Regions from separate parts of the Mus musculus genome. Here regions 1 and 2 are each linked to region 3. The links are chromatin contacts, called in public promoter capture Hi-C maps. All regions are on one chromosome and are shown on one strand. The core of a region is the stretch at or near the end of the contact, and the rest is flanking DNA. Distances in the headings are between cores, read along the strand shown.

Region 1 (2,933 bases), core at 426-2,925, 1.1 Mb before region 3:
ACAGAGGTGGATGCTCTTGACCAAATATTGGACTGAGCACAGGATCCCCCAATGGAAGAGCTAGAGAAAGGACCGAAGGAGCTGAAGGAGCTTGCAGGCCCATAGGAGGAACAACAATATGAACCAACCAGTACTCCCAGGGACTAAACCACCAACCAAAGAGTACACATGGAGGGACATGGCTCCAGCTGCATATGTAGCAGAGGATGGCCTTGTCTGTCATCAATGAGAGGAGAGGCCCTTGGTCCTGTGAGGGCTAGATGCCCCAGTGTAGGGGAATGCCAGGACCAGGAAGAGAGAGTGGGTGGGTTGGTGAGCAGGGGAAGGGGGGATGGGATAGGGGGTTTTCAGAGGGGAAACCAGGAAAGGGGATAACATTTTAAATGTAAATAAAGAAAATATCTAATAAAAAAAAAAAGAAGAAGAAAAAGCCAGGCAGTGGTGGTGCATGCCCGGCAGAGGCAGGCGGATTTCTTAGTTTGAGGCCAGCCTGGTCTATAGATTGAGTTCCAGGACAGACAGGGCTACACAAAGAAACCCTGTCTCAAAAAACAGAGAGAGAGAGAGAGAGAGAGAGAGAGAGAGAGAGAGAGAGAGGATGTTGAATTGACCTAAGTATACACAAAATTAGTTGAATAAGAAGTATAGAAATACATTTACATATACTATTATATCATTTTCCTATCAAGGTACTCAGGTAACTCCACAGTACAAAGCAAGTCCTTTCAATAGTGTTAGAAGCACTAGATATTCATATATATATATTTAAAAACCATATACAATACATTCAACGTATGGCTCTAGTCAAAAGTGGGATTTAGTTGGGTATAGTTCCACGCACTCTAGAGGCTGAAACACAAGGATAGCTGAGTTTGAGGCCAGACTGGACTACACCAAATTATCTGTTGATGGTGGGTGAGATGGGATGGATAACAATTAGAGTCCGCTCATTAAACACTGGTAAACAACATTTACAAGCCTTGTCTATAGGCCCAGGAAAACAACGATAATTATTGTAAGCACTACAATTATGTAAGACAAGATTTCTCAGAAATTTCTAGGTATTCTGCTCAGCAATTGCATCAAGTGTAATGACTGTGAGCTTAATGAATTGACTGACTTAACGTAACTAAAGAAAAGAAAAGAAAACGGACAAAAAGAAAGAAAAAAAGTGCTCCACTGGGATTTTATTTTGAGTGGGCCGACTATATCTCCTACTGTTTTCAAAACAATCAATTAGGAAAGTACCAATGAAAATGAGGACTGTAGGTGTTTGAGAGGCAGTAAGAGACAAAAACACTCCTGTCAGGGAGCCAGATCGCTTCTGAGAACAGTAACTGGATCTCCCTAGGGACACCTCGGTAGGGGCGGCACTGAAAGGCTAGAAGAGCTAGGCAGAGATAACATCCCTGGGTAACTCAAAAGCCAGCTTAAGTATGACCTTGGCCAGATCCCAGAACACCCGCCAGAAAAGTCTCCGCGCTGCCCTATCCAGGTGCTATTGAAGCTCCCTGGGGAGGGAGGAACCCAGCAAGCGACTCAGCATGCAACCAGCAGTACTTCACTCTAAGCGACAAAGGTGATTCCACCCCTGGCCCTTGCGCGCGTGCTCCCGCCTTTACCTTGACTGTTAGCGGCCATTTCGGGGGCGCGGGGGGGGGGGGGACCCTAGTATCGCGATGACACAGCTTCAGACCACGAGACCAGGAACAGGCGTTAGTCATCCGCAGCTGGCTTCCGGCAGGGGGTGGGGGGGCAGATATTTCCAGTCCCTTGGCAGTCGGAGACAGCGGGGCCTGGTCCCATTAGACATCTTTCCTGTCCTGGAGCAGCTGCTACAACCACCTCAGCTGCAGCCCCACACTTGCGCAGAGGAATGAATGCTTGCTACGTGTGCAGAAAGCTTCTCTGCCTTGGTGGTGACAGAGTTTATCTCACCTTTATTTTTTTTAATTTATTTTAGATTTTGCATATTTATGTAAACAATGAACTTATGTTAATTCTGACATTAATTTCAAGGCTGTTTAAGTTCAGGAAAACACATCTTACACTTTTTAAAAGCATTCCAACCACTTAATAATGTACACTTGTATTATGACTGCTGCTTCTTCCGCTTTAAAGTTTTTTTTTTAACTTTGTGTATATGAGTATTTGCATGTGTTTGAGTACAGCACGTGTACGCAGTACCTGAGGCCAAACAGGACTTCCGATCCCTTGGGACTGGAGAGGGGAGTGATACAAATATCTCAATTAGAATTGAGCACTTTATTGCCTCTTATCCTCTGTACATATACTAGTTGTGAGTCTATTAGAAAAAAGAAGATTCTTAGATGAGGAGTGAAAGATCCCCTATTTTATCGGTATAATAGTAAAAAAAATTGGGAGGAGACAGTTTATTTTTGTGTCCATTTAGGAAAGCAGTTCTTCCCTATGACTTAGGCAGCCATGGGGTTTTGGCTTTCTAACAGGTATCGGTTCTATCCTGTGGAGTGGGCCTTAAATACAAACATGAAGTGATTAGTTACTCCTACTATATTTATGCCACTACCATAGCAATGAGGCTATTTTGACATATCAGTCATTATATAGTACCTCACAGGGTTCTTAGATGCTTTGTAAGACTGTCAATAACTTGTCACCCCAAATAGCACACATGTAACCTTCCAGCACTGTGAAATCTTGTCAGTGCCAGCTTGATTTCCCCATGTTTTATGACTCAACTATGTTGTGTCATCAGCAATACGATCTTAACCATGAAGTTCTGTAGATTGCCAAAAAATTGGCAGTACCTTATAATGTTTGGGGGTTTATGGAGCCAACAAACTCCAAAAGAGGTGACCCATTCCTGGCACTGGGCTTTATATTTGTTACCCTGCAGTGTTTAGTAGGGACATTGTCATCCTGATGTAGGGGTAACTCCATTTAAATTCTTA
Region 2 (2,951 bases), core at 198-2,697, 1.2 Mb after region 3:
TTCCCTGGAGCCTACTTGGTCTTGGGCTTGGGATGGCTCTTCTCCCAAGCCCAGCTCCTGTTTCCCTTCTCCATTGCAGCCTGTCTCTTCTGTTTCACCAAGGTCCGGTTGGAAGGGTTAAAACAGTGTACTCTGATATGGCCATCTTCCCCACAACTATAGCAGAATGTGTCATAATTCTGCTTTCTTGTGCCTTGAGAATCATCCCTGGGCACACCTCCCTTTCTGTGCTGGCCTCTCCTCCTGTGGCGGCGGCGGCGGGAACCCTGGTAAGGCCTTTCCTCAAGAACACTACCAAAGGCCGGAACAAATAGTTCTCTCTCCTCACTGCCTATGTTAGAGGGACTTGGGCCTAACTCCAGCCCCTCATAGCAGCTCCTCTCTGAACCCCTAGTGGCCTCCCACTCTTCCTCCTCCTCACGGAAAAGCTTCACTAGGGCCAGGAAACCAGGTGGCCTTCTACGCTGTTTCAGCATCTTAAGTTTCTCTCGAAGTTTTGCAGAAAGGATAGCCCCACCTAAAATTCGTTTCAGGCGGGTCTGGTTCACATTCTTTCGAGATATTGCATTTTTCTCTAGGGCTTTTTGGAGCAGGGTCTCCAAACGCACCACAAAGCTAGAAACTTTCTCTCCTGGCTCCTGATAAGCCTTGCAAAACTTCAGCTGGGCGATTTTTCGGTTGTCCACAGAGCCAAATACCTGCCGCAGGGCCTCCAGGCACTCCTTCACTGTAATGGCAGCGTTATTGGCACGGAGCACATTGACAACCTGTAGAGCAGGGCCTCTTAAGCATTCCATCAGCCTCCGCCTCTTTTCTACCTCAGGTACCTGCCACATCTGTAACATCTCAGTGGTGTGTTCAAGCCAGGAATCGAAGGCCAATAACCCTGGGATTGATATGGTGTTCCCAGAAAAGACTCTTAGTTCTCGGTACAACATTTGTTCTAGCAGAGGCTGCATCACTGCACCTAGAGTCTGAGCCCAGACCCAGAAATCTGCTGATATAGTCGTTTTGGTAGGTGAATGATTAGAGTGTGTCCCAAGGACCCTGTTCATGTCTGACACTGTTCTCCTCTCCTCTTCTAAGAAGTGATTCAGTCTATTAAGAAATTCATCATCTGAATGAGGGGGTTTTACAACCACTTCCCAGGGCCCACCCTTTCCTTCTATTTCCCTGGGCACCAAAGCATAGTCAAAATCACGTGCAAGTTCCACCAAAAAGGCCTGGGCATTTTCCTCCCTCCTAAACATCCTGCCGATGATCCTGTATCTTCCCAGATGCTTGAGAGCTTCGTGCAGAGTCTCCTCAAACTCATCCTCACTACAGTCCTCTGGAATCCCCAGGATCAGCATAGACCTCTGGGTGTTCAGATGCTCCCCCCTACACCAGTCTTGCAACAGGTTCAATGGCATGGCCCCAACTTCAAGAGACTCTAATGTGGGGGGAGGGGGTGAGTAGGATGTGATGCACATAAATCTGAGGCAAGTCCCAGGAGATCTGTAGCTCCTCCGGGTCTCTAGAGTCTGTAAATAGGGCCAAAGGAAATTAATGCGTTCCCCCGCCCCACCCCCACTCCAGCTCGGCTCCCTACCACACCCAGCCTCCACCTGCCTCCAGCAAAGACACTTCTATAGGTTCCCATCACTATATACTGCAGCCTCCTGTTTACCCTAAAGGCTGCAGCAGTCCCACCGGATTGGGCCCACTGCAGCCCCCTCCCCATCCCAAAGGCTGCAGCAGTCCCACCCGATTGGGCAGAGGGGGCTGCCTGGGCCAGCCGCTTCCTCCTAGAATCTGGTACCTCTTCCTAAGGCAAGATGCTTCCTCAATTCAGTCCCACAGCGAGGTTCCCAGACTGCTCAGAGAGGAGGCGGGGTCGAACACCATTCCTTTCCAGGGTCTCTTGCCAGCTCCTTTGCTCTCTCTGGCCCTCTGGTCCCCGCAAGTTGTCCAATGCGCCGGCGCGGCTCGCCACAGCTCTCTGCAGTGCGGACTTGGGGCGGGGGTGCTGTGGCGCTGGAGCACAGACCCTCTGCGTCGCCTGGGAGACAGCTGGGCCATTGGCGCATGAGGATCACACGACGTGTCTGTTGCCTAGGCCTTGGGCAACCTGGGGCCTCCGGTGACGTCACCTGCTGCTACCCATCCCCAATACACCCCTGCTCCCCCAGCACAGGAGACCCCACCTCAATCCTCTGAATCTGGGGTTTGTGAGTTAGTGTTCAGTTTCCTCCTGCCTTTGGCTGTCCCCAGGTGACATCCTGAATGCAGGCCAGTCCCTCTCTCTCTCTCGAGAATAGACTTCAGGACCGCAGAGTGCTCAGGGGTCTCCACAGAAGGGCACCAGAAAGCTGTGGTGGCCCCTCCAGCTCTGTCTCCTGATCAAGGCCAGGAAGCAGGGGCTCCGAGGTTTCTTCCCCCTGGTGAGTCCCCTTCTAGATCTAGTCCAGTAACAGAGCTGGGCAAGCAACACCTGGTAGATAGATACCACATGAGCTCATATGAGCTCAAACACACCCACCACCACTCCCCACGTAGCACGCACCATCTGGGTGATGCCAGTCTCCATGGGAAGGGGCTTCAGGCATATTCACCACCATGGGACCTGCATGCTTTGCTATCCTTGGGGCCACTGGCTAGCTCATAGAAGCATGGTCCAGCATCTGACAGGCCTTTCCTACTCTGCCTGCTGTACATCCAGGGTCTTGAAAAGCTGCTTTTGAGATTTGAAACCCAAACCCTTGGGTCTGTTTTTTTCCTCTGGCTTCTGATAGTCTAACTTTTTGTATTTGTGGGGGCAGGGGTGCTCCCAGGGAGGCAGTTGAATGGGGGATGTTTGACTAATCTTCAGGCAGAATACCATATTGTCTGTGTGTTCTATAAGTTCTATTCTAAACTTGTACTTCTTTCTAGTCACGCGAAAATGGGCCTGTGATGTTTAGTTGGAGTTT
Region 3 (2,858 bases), core at 187-2,686:
CATCCCTCTTCCTATTCTCTGCCAACTATACTGCCATATCATGGCTCCCCTAAGTCCTTCTAAGACAGACGCATTGACCACCAGCTTCCTTGTCCCCAAGGGAGGCCTGGACATGCCTCCCAGAGGAGCAGCTCACCTCGACACACAGGCACACATTTGCCCAAGCTGAAGAAATGGGAGTGCAGCTCCTTGGTGAAGCAGATGTCTGCAGCTGCTGGGGTCCTAGAGCAGCAATAGACCCAATCATCCCTGCCTCCAAGACTTCCCATTGCTTGTCCCCAACTCTCCCCACCCAATATAATGCCTGCCATCACTGCCATACAGAATGAAGCTCCAAGAGAAGGCCCTAAGGAGCCCCACCCATGCCCTTCCTGGAAGGCTGGATGCCAACTCCTGAGCAGAGAAAGGCAAATCTGGGCAGAAATGGATGGGTCACTTCAAGGGGCCCATTCCTCCTCACCAACGCATCAACTTCAGGTTCCAGATGTGGCGGAGTTTTAGGATCCCTGTGAAAAAGTAAAGTCCTTGATGTGACATGGCTACTTCCACACTCCTTTTAAATTTCTGATATCCTGTCTAAATCACATTCCCTGGAGGAATCCTAAGGGGGACACACAAAACTTCCAGCAGTTAGGCAGTATATCCCCCAAACAAGGTAAAGTTTTTCAAAAGAGCCTGGTGGGAAGTCAATCTGTCTTTGGTGGGGGCCTGTTCTTGTTTTGCCTCCCTGAACCCAGCACACTGGCACCATACCCCAGAGATGAGGGTCATCCATGCAAGACTGGTGGTTGGAGACGGTGATAAGGGGGGTGGCAGGGCCTCGGTTCTCAATGAGCTCATACAGCACTTCCTTGTTGTGCACGGTGAGGTGGTTCATGTACTCTGGGAAGAGAAGTCAGTCCCAAGCTCTAGGTCATTTCCACCTGCCCGAGGCTTCTTACTGTGCCAGAAAAGCCCCTGCCATATTCCCAGTCCGAAAACCCCCAGCCAGGCCAGAGGCCTGTGAACAGACTCTGCCTTGGCCTTTTGCCACTCACTGGTCCAGAAGCAGCTGTAGGTGCCAACTAGGCCCATGACGACGCTGCTGGCTAGAGTCCAGGTGAGCCGGGGCACCGCGGGGAATGGCCACTTCACATGGAGGGGCATCTCCTCCGGCTCCGGCCCCGCCCCCGGAGCCCAGAGTTCCTCTTGCCCCAGGCCAGCCGATGTCCTCTACCACTCAGGAGAAGGATCTCCAACAGACTGGCAGAGGACTAGACTAAGGTCACCTGGTGGAACAGCTCAGCACCTCCCTAGCACTGTTCTCTGGATAGAGAAGAGCCGCTGCTCAGGCGACGAGACGGGACTGCTGTACAAAGCAATGCGCACTAGAAACCAAGTCTTGACGGCCTCACTCGACGAATCAGCCGGAAAGCAACTCGAGGAAGCGTCCTTGCCTGTTGTCGCAAAACATGCCTAGGTTGCTTGACGGCTGCCAGGGCGGGTCTACGCCAGCCTCGCTCCGGCCCCTCCCCCGTCAAGGTTTTGGCTCCAAACCGCCTTAAGCAGTGCTGCGTCTCTTTGATTCCATAATTCTAGTGTCTACAGGCGACATTAGCTACACAGCACCATTACCTGAAGCTACGCAAGTCGTAGGCTGGTGGAAACTTTTTACTTGTTCTCTTTCCCTGTCCCACCCGATGTGTATCCGGTTATGCATGCTTCTGAAGGCTCACACAGAGACCGGAAAAGGGCATCGGGTGTCCGCGTCTATTATTCTCTGCCTTTTATTGTACTATTTCTCCCAGTGATCTGGGGGTTGGGGCATTTGGTTATCTCCACGATAGAGCATTTGCCTAGTATTCATGTGGTACCAGAACTAACAAATTTCTGCCATGAGGCATTTTTCTAAACTGCCACTCCAGTGGGGACCTGAACAGGTCAGTCGCGCTACCCATCCTGTGCATAAGGTCCTTTGCTTTGGGTTTTCTGAGCAGTCGTCACACAGGCAAACTTAATTTGGGAGTGCGCACCAACATTGTGGTTCAGGGCCTGAGGACCCTGAGAGAAGACTGCCTCTGCTCTGCTCTTTGCTGCAGGGGAACTGGCCAAAGAATGAGCAAGCCTACCTCACCTTTTTCCCTAGGTCCAGGTAACTGTTCAATGATAGACTGCTGCTTCTTGGCACGGGTGATAGTAGGCATGTTTGCGACAACAAGCAAGGACGCTTCCTCGACTTGCTTTCAGGCGGATTCGTCGAGCAGAGGCCGCCAGCTCCCCAAGTTGCTATTCGCTTGGCAAAAGAAACACCCATCATGGGCGGGGTGGGCCAGCAGGTAGCCAGTTCTCAGGCACAGCCTACTGGACAGGGATGTGGAGCTCAGCCTTGCTTATGGCCCGCCCCTTTGGGTGGGTCTGGAAACCAGCTCCTGGGCTGAAGGGTGGCGCTCAGCCTTGCTACTTGGGACGGGAAAGTTGTGGAGCCGGCCCCTTTGGGTGTGTCTGGAAACCCGCGCCTCTTCTTCCCATTTCCCCCCCACACACACCCAACTGCGCGTCCTTACCCGCCTTGGCTGGAGCTGCGATTCTGTGGAGTGGAATGTTTTATTCGGTTCAACGCTGAGGCAGGCGTGGGGCCGACTTGGGCTGTGGAGGTATGAGAATCCTGCGGGTAGGGAAAGGGAGGAGGTTGTCTCTACTGGGGAGGAACTTCAGAAGGAAAGGGAATTTCAAGCTAAAGCTGTCTTTGGAAGACTAGGAAGCATTATGCTGAGGCCAGGAACAGTTATTCTTTCTGGTTCATCCTCAGAGTCCTAGTGGTCTCAGTCTCCAAATATAGCTTGGCCAGTGCAGAACTGCCCCAGTGCTCACATGTATTC

Evidence for each region. Promoter capture Hi-C pulls out the DNA fragments that hold promoters and counts their contacts.
Region 1: a contact with region 3 is called in a promoter capture Hi-C map of liver, with 3 times the contacts expected there. The contact joins the promoter of Fundc2 here to the promoter of Taz in region 3. A contact is called at or near these places in 4 of 39 promoter capture datasets (the C10 cell line, hippocampal neurons, liver and 1 more).
Region 2: a contact with region 3 is called in a promoter capture Hi-C map of hippocampal neurons, with 4 times the contacts expected there. The contact joins the promoter of Pnma3 here to the promoter of Taz in region 3. A contact is called at or near these places in 1 of 39 promoter capture datasets (hippocampal neurons) and 1 of 115 datasets of contacts at active chromatin or transcription factors (embryonic forebrain).

The regions. Positions count from the first base shown.
Region 1 is chrX:75,381,141-75,384,073 of GRCm38.p6, reverse strand. It overlaps Fundc2 (FUN14 domain containing 2), which reads right to left and starts at 1,675. Exons shown (of 5, transcript NM_026126.4): 1 at 1,623-1,675. The coding sequence starts at 1,641. It also overlaps a transcript of F8 not described here.
Region 2 is chrX:73,063,283-73,066,233 of GRCm38.p6, reverse strand. It overlaps Pnma3 (paraneoplastic antigen MA3), which reads right to left and starts at 1,447. Exons shown (of 1, transcript NM_153169.2): 1 at 1-1,447. The coding sequence starts at 1,412. The coding sequence ends at 12.
Region 3 is chrX:74,281,296-74,284,153 of GRCm38.p6, reverse strand. It overlaps Taz (tafazzin), which reads right to left and starts at 1,436. Exons shown (of 10, transcript NM_181516.6): 1 at 1,038-1,436; 2 at 754-882; 3 at 461-506; 4 at 137-222. The coding sequence starts at 1,146. Dnase1l1 (deoxyribonuclease 1-like 1) reads left to right here and starts at 2,528. Exons shown (of 8, transcript NM_027109.3): 1 at 2,528-2,633.